Regions from separate parts of the Mus musculus genome. Here regions 1 and 2 are each linked to region 3. Evidence: chromatin contacts called from public HiChIP or PLAC-seq and Micro-C data. All regions are on one chromosome and are shown on one strand. Each heading gives the region's core, a stretch centred on a gene start, on an enhancer-like site or on the middle of the called end of the contact. The rest is flanking DNA. Distances are from core to core; before and after follow the strand shown.

The links. Hi-C and Micro-C count contacts between places; a contact is called where the count stands out from the background. HiChIP or PLAC-seq counts read pairs in DNA pulled down with a chosen protein or histone mark.
Region 1: a contact with region 3 is called in an H3K4me3 HiChIP or PLAC-seq map of embryonic basal ganglia, with 2.8 times the contacts expected there. The contact joins the enhancer-like site here to the promoter of Kit in region 3. A contact is called at or near these places in 6 of 39 promoter capture datasets (the HPC-7 cell line, HPC-7-derived erythroid cells, cranial neural crest and 2 more), 1 of 484 Hi-C or Micro-C datasets (cochlea) and 11 of 115 datasets of contacts at active chromatin or transcription factors (VIP interneurons, craniofacial prominence, embryonic basal ganglia and 8 more).
Region 2: a contact with region 3 is called in a Micro-C map of the G1E-ER4 cell line, with 2.6 times the contacts expected there. The contact joins the enhancer-like site here to the promoter of Kit in region 3. A contact is called at or near these places in 3 of 39 promoter capture datasets (the HPC-7 cell line, hematopoietic stem and progenitor cells and liver), 6 of 484 Hi-C or Micro-C datasets (the G1E-ER4 cell line, the HPC-7 cell line, nephron progenitors and 1 more), 5 of 115 datasets of contacts at active chromatin or transcription factors (embryonic forebrain, embryonic hindbrain, embryonic midbrain and 2 more) and 1 of 9 other capture datasets (adipose tissue).

The regions. Positions count from the first base shown.
Region 1 is chr5:75,237,005-75,241,161 of GRCm38.p6, reverse strand. No RefSeq gene overlaps it. Among named protein-coding and RNA genes, the nearest start is that of Mir7025, 62 kb to the right of the region's middle. Within about 2 kb of position 2,586, at least 8 of the 459 cell types and tissues checked have an H3K27ac peak or open chromatin away from gene starts, as enhancers often do. A contact at or near this core is called in embryonic basal ganglia, where this site is marked.
Region 2 is chr5:75,282,918-75,287,430 of GRCm38.p6, reverse strand. No RefSeq gene overlaps it. Among named protein-coding and RNA genes, the nearest start is that of Mir7025, 110 kb to the right of the region's middle. Within about 2 kb of position 1,955, at least 15 of the 459 cell types and tissues checked have an H3K27ac peak or open chromatin away from gene starts, as enhancers often do. A contact at or near this core is called in the G1E-ER4 cell line, the HPC-7 cell line, hematopoietic stem and progenitor cells and 1 more, where this site is marked.
Region 3 is chr5:75,573,150-75,577,309 of GRCm38.p6, reverse strand. Kit (KIT proto-oncogene receptor tyrosine kinase) reads right to left here and starts at 2,323. Exons shown (of 21, transcript NM_001122733.1): 1 at 2,192-2,323. The coding sequence starts at 2,258.

The sequences.
Region 1 (4,157 bases), core at 1,337-3,836, 340 kb after region 3:
TCTCTCACTCTCCAGCAGTTCAACCCAAATACCTGGATAGTGTCCCATGAGTAAGAATGAATAGACACACAACCTGAGGAGTTCCAAACTTAGAACAAAACTCTTCCATCTCTACTATATCCATCCATGCAAGCATATCATGGACCAGGCCAGATCCCATGGCTGGGAAGAATTTCACAGTCATTTAGTAAAGGGTGTACTTATAGGGATGGGTGAAAGGAAAAGCCCACATTCTTAGTCAGCTCTGACACAGAGAGAGATGTGAAATGAGAGACACTGATCATGAAAGATGTTTCACTGTTATAATTACTCCGAGACAGTAGAAAGCATGCAATAGGAAGAAATAAAGTTTAAGTCAACGAGCTTGTCTTAGTGTGGGTTTCATTGCTGTGAAGAGACACCATGACCAAGGCAACTCTTATAAAGGCAAATGTGTAATTGGGGCTGGCTTACAGTTTCAGAGGTTTAGTCCTAATCATCATGGTGGGAAGCAGGGCAGCATGCAGGTAGACATGATGCCGGAAAAAGACCTGGGAGTTCTACATCTTGATCTAAAGGCAGCCAGGAGGAGTCTCTCTCTGCACTCTGGGTGGCACTTGAGTACCAGGAGTCTTCATAGCTCACCCAGACAGTGACACACTTCCTCCAACTATTAGGCCACACCTCCTAAGAGTGCCACTTCCCATGGGCCAAGCATTTTCAAACCACCACAGACCTAGAAATCATAAGCACCACATCAGACCTTGATCCTCTTTCGTTCCTCTATGATATTTTTCCTTGGAGGAAAAGTTCATTAGTTTCAGATGATGCTTTAGAAGGTGGTGCTGGGTCTGAGGCACCTGCAGAAAGAAACCCACAGCTCTGAGAGGCAAGTGGAAGGTTCCCACGCCTATGCGTTATGTCTCCAGTCCTGAGGTCGCAAAGAATGGGAGATCATTACAGTTGTTCCAACAAGGGGTCCTGGTCACAGCCTTCTACTGACACAATCAAGATTTGACAAGAGGTAGACACATAACACTACTTGAGCCATCATTCTGTAACCTGAAAGAACCTTGTTTTAAATGAAACTCCACAGGATATGGAAGTCTTCTGTGACAACCCCTACTCTCACCTCCTTCTCCCCCACCCCCGAAAAAAAGTAACAGTCTAGACAGGAAGTCACCAAAGAGAACTCTTAAAGAGTGTGACGGGGAAGCTGAAGCACAGCTCTCCACAATGGTGGCTTCTGGTGGGGGAGGAGACGGGGAGGACTCAGTTCTATTGAAGGGGCAGCCCACTGGGAGTTTGACCATGCCACAGTGAATGTACAGATAACACAAGGTGAACTTGGCTTTTTTTTAATTATTATTTTTATTTCTACTTTTTTTAGGGGAGGTAACAAGGGTGTGGAGTGGACATGGAAGGACTGGGAAGTGAGTATGATTGTGGTGCATGATGGGAAATTCCCAGAGGACCAATAAAAATGTTAGGGTAGAAAAAAATCAATAAATGAATGAAACTGCACATCCAAGGTGGCATGCATAGGATGATGGCAAGCACGCAATGATACGCACACTAGAGGACGGCGGGCCAAGAGTACACAAAGGCGGAACAGTTGCACTGAGAAGAGGAGACGGCTGGTAGTGTTTTCCTCATTTTTCAAAATTTCCCTTTGATGCTGGGGTTACGCTGCCTTACAATAAACAGGGGAAGAATGTAAATACGTTGAAAGCAAAGATTAATGAGCATTTATCTTGAGCAGTATACACATCACACAACAGCTCAGGCCCGGCATTGTCTTTTCATTTCCTAATCCTTGAGGCTGACAATGAAATATTCAAATGCCAAGAAACACAAAGGCATCCCAGAATTATCCCCGAGGAAGAGTAATGTGACTCCACTATCATTACTTAATTCATGCAAAGTGCCTTAAATAAGTGGCTTTATCTTCATCTTGTGGTGTTTTTTTTTTTTTATTTAGTAGATTTCTATAAATGTGTCTAATGATGACATGCCAGTGAGGACCACGTGCTGAAGCGGATCTAACAATGCAATCACAGGGATTTGAAAAAACGGACAAAAGAATAATCATGGCTATATAGTCTCTGAGTAGTTTTGAATACAAATGCAAAAATTTTTGGTAAATGTTCATAATTAGTGTATCTGGAGCCAAAAAGGGAAACCTGGCTTCCTAGGAAATGTTTTAACTCGGGGATCCAAACAATAAAGAGAAGTTAATGTGAAGGCGAAGGGGGGTGGGTCTCATAGTTTGTTTTCTAGGGCGAACATAAAGGGTTTCATATTAATCACAGTTGCTAGAAAGAGATGCATTGAGATTAAATCAGGAGAGACATTTCTGCTATTAAGACGGTTGGGTACCTGTGAGAGGTGAATTTAAGGCTATTCTTAGATCCTGCTTCTCTTCATCCCTCCCTGCCTATACTAGAAATAGCCACAATAAGGATATTCTATATCCATGCCATGCTGATTCTTTTCAAATTATTTGTGCATGCACTTCCTCATTAGAGTCTTCTAATCTGAGTGGGTTGAAAGGCACACACATTACTGAGCCGTGGTTTTTTTAAAGGCACAGGGAGATCTAAGTAGCTTACAGATGGACCACAAGGGGGCAGGCTGGTTAGGCTCACCCTTCAGAGCAGCTAGAAAGGGGGGTGTTTATAGATACTGCCTATAAAGAAAGGACTACACTCTGACGTGCTTGATAGAGGTATCAAGACACAGAATCAAGATCATGGAAAATGTCCATAACTCCACACACATAGAGGGAACTATTTTTAATGCCTTGGAGCACCTCAATCTGGCTATAATAGAATCGTATGCCTTTCTTTGTAGTCTCTGGAGCAAATGGACAGGATGATAAAAGAATCCCTCACCCTCCAAGCCTCCAGACCGCACCTCTGTGCCTGTGTGGTCCACGCTCCCTTCTGGTTCAGAGGTAGACTGATTGTATTCCTATTATTTGTTCTGCACCGACTCCAGTTCCTCTCTCCACTGTGCCATTCGTTTGCTCTTTGTCTGGATTCCTCCCCTGTGCCGCATCATTTTTGCCAGTAGACAATACATATTGGAATTTTCCGATTGTATCATTTTTGCCAGTAGACAAAACAAATTGGAATTTTCCTATTGTTCCATCTCTCAGAAACAAAGAAATGACAGTTAGGGAGGTAGTTCAGTGGCACAGCCCTTGCCTAGTGTGTGCCAGGTCCTAGTTCAGCTGCCATCACAAAGAAAGAAGAAACTCTCAAGCCGCCCCTCAAGCCCTCCCATGATGGCAAAGAAAGAGTGAGGTAAATGATATAGCAGACTTGCTCACACATGATTTATTTGAAACCTTCCGACTAAGTATGGCCACAGATAGGCATGGACATATTTTAAATATTGAACCAGGGCTTTATGCTTGGGACCTAAAATAATGTTTTACACACAATATAACCTTTTGTGTTCTAGAAGTAGACAGAAATTAAACACAAAAGTAGGTAAACTTAGCAGGCCATAGTTCATGTATTTAAGTTATGAAAGAAAATGAAGCCAACTAGGGAGTGGAGAGTAAGGAGGAAGAGAGGTGATCTGCTAAGTATATACATTCTCCATAAAAATAACTCAGAATTAGCGATTCCTCACTGTGACAAAATAGCGGATACAAACAACTTCAAAAAGAAAAGGTTTACCTGGGCTCAGAGCTTCAAAAGTTTTAGTCCCACCCACTTGGCTCCATTGTTTTCTGTCTACAGTGAAGAATATGGCAGAGAAGATGTCAGGGCAATGGCCTCATGCTACAGAGAGGTGACAAGAGGAGGAAGCGAAGGGCTGGGGGCAAGTCCTGGTCCCCAAGAACATTCTCAAAGGGCTCTATCCAATAACGAATCCATCAATGGATTGATTATCCATGTGATCAGAACCCTCATCCAATATTTCCCCAAACCCGCCTCTGAATATTACTGACCTGGGGGGCCAAACTCCCATCAAATGAGCCTTGAGGGGACATTTGAGATCTGAATCACATCATGTACTGAAAATGTCACTCACTGGCCTGAGTTTTTCACTAAAATTTATCTTCAGTGTGATTTTTTTGTCATTGTCCTTTACATTATTTTTAATAAAAGCATATTATATGGTCTGACCGATGTTTGTTTGACCAATTCAAATGTCAGGTGGCC
Region 2 (4,513 bases), core at 706-3,205, 290 kb after region 3:
GAAATCAGTCCACCCCTGAAAAATCCTCGTAAATATGGATTATTGAATGTATGTTATATGCTAGCCATCGCCCTGAGTAATTCACATGTATTCACTTATCTATCTTTACAAAAGCCCTGCGAAATAGACATTTCCCCTTATCTCTCTCTTATAGATGAGAGAGAGAGAGGTCCAAGACACAGGAAGGTTAAATTATTTTTTCAAGGTGATAAAAGCAGCCACTGGCCTCAGAGCCCATGCTAACCACTATGTCCTGAGACCATAAACTCTGCAAGAGCAGGAATTTTTATCTCTATTGTTTGCTACTGAATCCTTAATGCTTCAGATAATAACTCACATATAGTAGGCCTTCAATAAGAAACTGAATGGATGAATAAAACAATATTCAAATGAAGTACAGTAGCTTCAGTTTCTTCTTCGGAGTTACTAATGCAAGCCCACACTAAATCCTGTCGGAATAGACCATCAGTTCATGTCAATCAATTTGGGATAGCATCTCTTTTCTACAATGGAATCCCACAACTGGAGGTGCAGGTCATGAACAGAGCTCTCATAGAGCATCCACGAGGCCCTAACAGGGCTAGATCCAATCCCCAGCCACACAATACACCAGTGCATATGAACTTATTAAATGTGGTCCCATTTCATCAACACAACAGATATTTTGTTGATTACAGGTTATTGCAGAATAAGCTGAGATACCATGCCAGGAGCTCTGAGTCTGGAGAAGGGGCAGAGGCTTGAGAAAACAGTCATGAAGGTGTCGATGAAGGCTTCCATAGCACAGATCACCATGCAGCCAGTCCTGTGCCATAGAGCAGGGTGGATGTGGCAAAGCCCAGAGCTCAGGGAAGGGCATGAGAAGAGCAACAGCAGCCCTGTGTGGAGCTTACACGCGTGAGTGAGACTCTCGAGCAACCAACTGAAACTCAAGGGCAGAAGGAGACGGCTGGGAGAGACTTCTAAGGGACTTGTCTGTGGGGAAGCAGGGGCATTTGTGCTTTTCTCTGTGAGCACTGGAGGCCACTGTAAGTTGTTCAGCCATGAGGTGCCACAATGAGATGTGATTTCTCCATAAGAGGATATATTTGGAAGTAAAGGTGTTTGAGGTGACTATTTCTACTCAACCACCATTTTTAATCTCTGTGGGAGACCAGAAGAGCCTGATAGGCACTGCGTCATCCAAATAAGACACCCCACGCTGATGACAGGACTTCTGGCCACTTCTGATAGTCTCCTAATCTTTACAGAGAATCTGAACAGCTTTTGTCTCTGCCGTTCATGATGTTTTCTCATGAGCACTTTGGTGCCTGGGTCTGCACTTCCCTCTTAATCTTCTGAAAGATTTATGTTCCCATCATCTCTGCACGTGACAGGCTCAACTGATGTCAGTTACCGTAGATGAGGCTGGCGGATAGATCGTCCGTTACAGCTGGGGACCTGTGACATTGTCTGATCGAAATGTACTGTGCGAAGGAAGCATTTCTCGGCGGGGAGTAACTTGGCATTTCAGCCCCCCAGGAGGCCCACTGAGGAGAGAGGAGGCTGGGATGCCAACTCACTAATGGGAATGCACAAGCCCACATCCCTGCTTTGCGCAGAACTTCAACGCTAGCTGGCAGGGACTTTTTGCATTTACTTATATCTCAGAGGCATTGGTGGAAAAACAATCTCTACATATTGGAGGCAAAAGTGGAGGCACAGAACTTACTTTGTTTTTATTTGCCCCAAACCACACACACTCAAACATAAAATATGTATGAGGTAAGAAGCAGCTGCAGTGTGCACAGAGAGCCTTGCACTGAAACATCAGGGTCCCCTCCGAATGCTCCAGAAGCCTGCGTGGTTCATGGCACAGGGGGAGACGGAATGGCAGCAGCAGCTTTGAACTCGGCTTCTGCTGTTCCAAACAGTGTTTTTCCCTACTCTTTAAAAAATGTACCTGCCTGGTCTCAGACCACATCAAAGAAGTTTCTTTGTGCAGTGGATGGTAGTTAACACAGGAACTCACAGCTGGTCACACTGCAGAGAGTGAATGACTGTGTCATGCTCAGCCACAAAAGAGACACGTATAGCACACACACACACACACACACACACACACACACACACACACACACACACGAGTGCACACACTTAAGGATTCAGGGACCATAGTGGAAGAAGGGTCTGCAAGATTGTAAGAGCCAAACTGTCTTCTGGACATGACAGGGTCATTACACACCTAAAGTCAAAGCAACTGGTTGTCTGCACACGACCTGCACAGCATCCATCCATCCAGTCAGCTTCCAGCATGGAGTCTGGGAGGGGCTCAGGAGTCTCCATCCTCAGCTTAGGAGCTATTGTCAGTAGATGGTTTCTGGTGGGCAGAGGGGTAGTTTTCTTTAAGAATGTGAATCCTGGTAGGTTGATGGCACTTCTGCAGACAGCCTCATACCCATGCATTTACGTGCAGAACAAATTGAACTCAGAGATTAATTTTAAAAAGGGGGGGGGGCATGAAATTTAGAAGAGACCAGGGGATGAAGGGAGAATCTCAGAAGAGAAGAGTTTCTCTTAAGGGAGAAACTGGGAATAAATATGATCAAAATACATTGCATGCATATACGAGACTCTCCAAGGATTAATAACTTATTACATATTATTTTAATATTAAAATATTAATTGCAATCTAATCTCAGACCTTTTTGTTCCCAGAATCCTTCCTAAGGATTCTGTTTGAACAAGGGACTTGCTAAGGGAGAAGACTGACAGTCAAAAAATATTGGGACCAGCTTGGGGGTGGGACAAGGTACTCTCAGCAGGTAACTGAGGATCTCAAAGAAGGGATGCCTGTATCTGTCTTGTACAAACACCGTGATACAGCTTACTGACAAAACGGGAGGAACCTAAAGTGTGGTCCTCTGTGACTCTCTGCTGGACTGGACCAGGGGAAGAAGAAAGAAGCAGGAAATAAAATGATAGCCAATGTATTGGGGGAAGGCATTGGATGTGGTACCACCGAACCCCAGGTTAAAATCATGTCCTGACGAATGCTTTACATTGCTTCCTCTTCTTCAGGGAAGCCCAGCCTGCTCCAGCCCTCACCTAACACACAAAACCCCATCTTGCCTTCTGAGTTTTGTATCTGTGTATCTGTGGAGCTCAAAACGGTCTCAGCATCCCGCTGCATCCTCTGCCTGCCAAGCCAAGGCCTCTCTTCTTTCACATGCTCTACTTGATATGCGTTGATAGGAACCCCTTCTCCTTCAGGCTGCACCCAGAAGCATCTTGCCAGCCACTTGAGAAGGGATGCATCTCAATTTTCCTTCTCATCGCCTGATAAGCTGGCGAGCGCCTCTCTGAGAGGACCTGCATTCTGATTCCCTGAACAGTGAGCAGCTGGGTCTGTGGGCATGTGGGAGAAGGAGAGAGAAAAGATGGGAGAGGAGCAGCTGGCTCCCTTCTACCTCTGCCTAAGATCTGGGCACTGGAGACTTGTCAAGACTTACCTCTGAGAAGGCTCAGCGGTTAACAGCATTGGCTGCTCTTCCAGAGGACCTGGGGTTCAATCCCTAGCACACACATGATGGCTCACAATCATCTGTATCTGTTCCCAAGGAGTCCAATGGCCTCTGAAAGCACTACACACATAAGGTATACATACATACATACATACATACATACATACATACATACATACATACATACGCAGGCAACACATAATAATAATTATTATTAATAATAATAATAAATTTAAGGATGTATCTCTGTGTCTGACCCTGCCCCAGGGCTCTGAGGCTCAGCAACTTCCTGGGAAGTCACAGATAAAGATGAATTAAGAAAATGAGGGTGTGGGGCTGAAGAGATGATGGCTCAGCAGTTAAGAGCACTGACTGCTCTTCCAGAGGTCCTGAGTTCAATTCCCAACAACCACATGCTGACTAACAACCGTCTGTAATGGGATCTGGCACCCTCTTCTGGTGTGTCTGAAGACAGCTACAGTGTACTCATATAAATAAAATAAATCTTGTGAGAAAGAGAGAAAGGGAGAAAGGGGGAAGAAAGAAAGAGAGAGAGAGAGAGAGAGAGAGAGAGAGAGAGAGAGAGAGGAAGGAAGGAAGGAAGGAAGGAAGGAAGGAAGGAAGGAAGGAAGGAAGGAAGAAGGAAGGAAGGAAGGGCAGGCCTTTGAGATGACTCCATGGGTAAAAGTGCTCTCAGTGGTGACCTGGGTACAGGCCCAGGAACCCACACAAAGGTAAGAGGAGATAAACAATTTCACAAAGATGTCCTCTGACTTCAGTGTGTGTGTGTGTGTGTGTGCTTAAGTGCACTTGTGCATGTGTATACACACACACACACACACACACACACACACACACGCACACAAGTTTTAAGATTGTTTTAAGTTGCAAAAGAAAAGAGGGAGGATAGAAATGAGACTTATCTGAGGCATGGAGACCCTGGAGACCTTGGACTTTGCCAATCTATCCATGATATTATGTCCATAAAGTAAAACCCAGAAGCCAATTAC
Region 3 (4,160 bases), core at 1,074-3,573:
ACAGGGGGTGTGGGGAGGGGGAGGAGGTCTGATTCACTGTTCTAGGACCATCCTGTTGAGCTGTAAACCCACTGTGAATGCCCCGGAAGGAGGGGTTACTGCAGAGCAGGCACTGGTTAGCCCTCCAAAGGTTACAGCATAAACAAAAACACAAAACTGCTTCCTGCAAAGCCTGGAGCAAAACCGTAACACACACACACACACACACACACACACACACACACCCCAAAAGGCCCTTAGACAAGAAAGCTGCTTTCTGAAATTGTGAACTCCTCAGATCCTTCGTGATGCAAATGTCTTCAAGTACCTTCCGTGGAAACCAAAGTCCCCCCCAACACACACCCACTCCCAATTTAAATGACCGCCCAAGGGCACAAAACCAAGGAGGCAGAATGGCTGAAAAGGAGGCCTGAAACGGGAGAGACAGAGAAAGGAATTACAACACACCCTGTGCCAGGAATCAGACCTTCAAATTCCCTCTGCCAAAAAGTTATTGGCCAGAGCAGACTAATCAGGGGGAAAATGCAAACCATTGACTCGTTTCTGTTTTCAAAAGGGAACTGTGATCTTTGTGGCGTTCCACCTTGCTCTAAAGCAGAACAAGGTGGAAAACGTAAAAGATCACTGGGGTCATTTTCAGCTAAGTGGTCAAATATGCCTAGGAATCTGAACACTCATTTGTGACCCTTGGTGACCCCTCTTCTGTGCGCGCAGAGGTCCAGATGCAAGACTTCCCCCACAAAAAAAAAGCCCTCTCCCAGCCTTTCAAAAGCATCTAGGGAGTGAGATCTGGAAAACGCAGTCAGCGGTGGGCTCAAAACAGGTCACAGAGATGCTGGCCATCTGACGCCTTATTGCAGCGTGCAGATTGTCTCTAGCCTATAGCATCAAGGTAACCTAAAAGGGTTTCTGGTTTTTGTTTTGAAAATGACCTAGGAGGGAGCAGGGCTTCAGGACTAAGCAGGCAACCTGCACGGGCAGTGCACCAGCGACACCTGGCAAAAAAAGGGGCAGGGCTGAGGAGCTCCGGAACCTTAAGATCTTGAGACCCAAGTTACCCTGCAAAAGGTAACAAGATTTTCCCAACAGCTTGAAGAAACAAATGCTATTTGCAGAAAGCTTACCCCTTCTCCCCCACCCCCTAGCCTCCCCAGGCAGCCCTGAGTATGGCTATCACGTGGGAGAGGGTTTCTGGATCTCGGGATTCCCCTCCAAAAAAAAAAAAAAAAAAAAAAAACGGCCACCTGCGATTACAAGTCGCATACACTGAAACCAGAGGTTTCCAAAGCTGGGGAGAACTGACTCGGTCCTGGTCCAGCGCGCACGAGGTGGCAAGAACAGCTGCGTCCCCGCACGCAGTCCCTGATTCCCAGAAGCTGGCGACCAACGTAGGCTACAGCAGCTCCCTGGCGCGTGGCAGCAACGAACACCGTGCGGCTGCAGAGAGGGGCGAGCCCCTAGCACGAGATTTACAAAAGGAAAAAGTCTGCAACCTAGCGGCTGCTCGCCACACGCCCGGCTCAAGTTGTCCCCATAGCCGCCACCTACAGGCTCGTGGGGTCCCGCCCCAGAGCCTCACGCCGCGTGCTCCCCGTGCAAAAAACGGAGTTGGGTGGGGGCAAGCAAGCCCGAGATTCGTCTCCTCGGGTGGCGCCGCGCACGATGAGAGCGGCTGCAGTTGCGTCCCCAGCACTGTGCACAAAGAGCGCCCGAGGTGGGGAAGCAGCGGCCGCAAGAAAAGGCTCTCCAACTTTGCCCGGCGTGTGTCCGGGACCCGTGGGCTGGTTGTCCCAGGCGTCGGTCACCCACGCGCAACTTTTAACAAAAAGGAAGCCGTGGCCGCACCTCGCTCGGAGAGAGGACGCTCTCGGTGCGAAGCCCGAGGCCGCCCGCCCCTGCCACCCGCGCGCAGTCGGCACAAAAGCATCACCAAACTCGCCCGCAGCCTGCAGCTCGCTGCCTGGGTTCCCAGAAGACCCTCGGCCCCGGGTCTCCACCACCCGGGCTGAGGTCTCTCAGCTCAGGTGAGCGAGGCGGGCCACCAGAGTCCCGCGGCCGCCTACCACCTTCGAGGTGGTAGGCATGGGAAAAGCCAACAGCTACCACTCCGGACGCACCCAGGTGGCACCCCTCCCGGACCCGGGCTGCGCCCACAGAGGGTGCAGTCCTCTTGTCTGCCGCTCTTTCCCACCTGTCTGGCCACGGAGCAGGACCAACAGGACGCAGAGCAGATCCCAGGCGCCGCGAGCGCCTCTCATCGCGGTGGCTGCGCTAGACTCTGAGCTCCTCTCTCTGCTACAGCTCTCGCCCAAGTGCACCGAGCGCGGCAAAGCCGAGCCCCCAGAGCCACTAGCGGCGCGCGACAGCCCCTCCTCCAGCCCTCCTCCCAGCTCGTGGCCACGCCCCTCCCTTCTCCCGCCCGGGTCGCACTCCCTCCCGCTGCCTAGTGCCCGGGGCTCTCGGGCTGCAATAAGCTGATCCCGGGGGCGCTGTGCCCTCTAAGACCAGGAGCCCCCACAGGCCCTCCACCCTGGATCCTCTTCCTCCTAGCACTCTCCCTCCATCGGTGGTCCTTCAGTCCAGGCGGCTGGCTGGCCACGCAGGTGCTGCCCGCGCTTTGTGAAGCCCAGCGCCACGAGCGCATTAGGTACGGGCCAGCCACCTGGCAGGTGCTCCCTAGACAATAAAGGACAACCACCGGTCCCTCCAGCAAGCTCCGGAGCGGGGAGAATATATTCGGCTTATGGTGGAGGTGTTACTAGTCGGGATTGCCGGGCGAAGGGATTAGGAAACTGGGTCCCCAACATTTATTTCTGTTCCTGTTGGTAGAGGAGGACGGATCGTGGCACCCCTGACCTCAGTAAAAGACCGAGCCCACGTTTAAGTAATTTTTCATGCTCAGTTTCTCCACCTGCTGCGAAACCTGTAAGAATACAGCTGATTTCTATTGGCCAGCGTGGACCTCCACCCAGCCAAGCTCCTGCTGAGACTTGTGGAAACTGGGCCAGTGGACTACAGAGGCATCCTGTGAAGGAGTTAGCTTTGAAACTCGGTTTTTAAAACCTATTTGCATTTGGGTGCCTTTTCTCTTGTGTTAATTATTTTTTTAATCTCACCCTCAACACCCCCCCCCCGCCCCATCCCCTCTGAGTCCCCCTTTCCCCAACTCGATCCGACTGTGGTCTGCCTTAGGAGCAAGATAAAAGCAAAATAATTTCCTTTTAAAGTTTTTTTTTAATGTGTATGAGTGTTTTACTTACATGAATATGTGTGTGTGCCACGTGTGTGACTAGTGCCCAGGGAGGTCAGAAGGATGTCAGATCTCCTGAAACTAGAGTTACGGATGCTTGTGTATCATCTTGTGGGTGCCTGGAGCCCAACTACTCTTGTTCTTTGTTTGTTTCTTTGTTTGTTTGTTTGTTTGTTTCGAGACAGGGTTACTGGCTGTCCTGGAACTCACTTTGTAGACCAGGCTGCCTCGAACTCAGAAATTCGCCTGCCTCTGCCTCCCAAGTGCTGGGATTAAAGTCATGCGCCAACTTTCTTGTTCTTAACTAATTGACCCAACTCTCCAACTCCTAAAGTAATTCTCTTAAGACAATTTCTACCTAGGGACATTTCACAGTCACTGTGGCTATCCGGGGGTGGACAGTAACAATCTGGGTTTTTATAGTATCCGGGTCTACAGTTAACGTTATGAAGTAGAGAAGATAAACGTTTGTTTTGGGGGTTCTTTAAGTCCCAAGATTGTACACTTAATAGTGTTTAAGTGTGAGACCTCAAACCAATATTTTTTCTGGTATCGTTTCCCCACATATTTTTTTATAATTTGTTTACTTATTTATTATTTGTTTATTGAAGGTGCTTCATGTGGGTGTCAGAGAACAACTTTGAAGAGTGTGTTCTTTCTCTCCACTGTATAGGTCCTGGGACTCAGGCACCTTCCAGCTTGGTAGCAAGAGCCCTAGACGGTCCAAATGAGTGGTCTCACTGGCATCCTGACAAATGGATTAAACAGCCCTACAGAATGCTTAAAAGTGTAAACTAGGGCAGACACACACCACCACAAAAATGTAATAAATTGGAAGGTAGGTAGATAGGTGGGTGGATGGATGGATAGATGGATGAGTAGATAAATAGATAGATGGATGGATAGATAA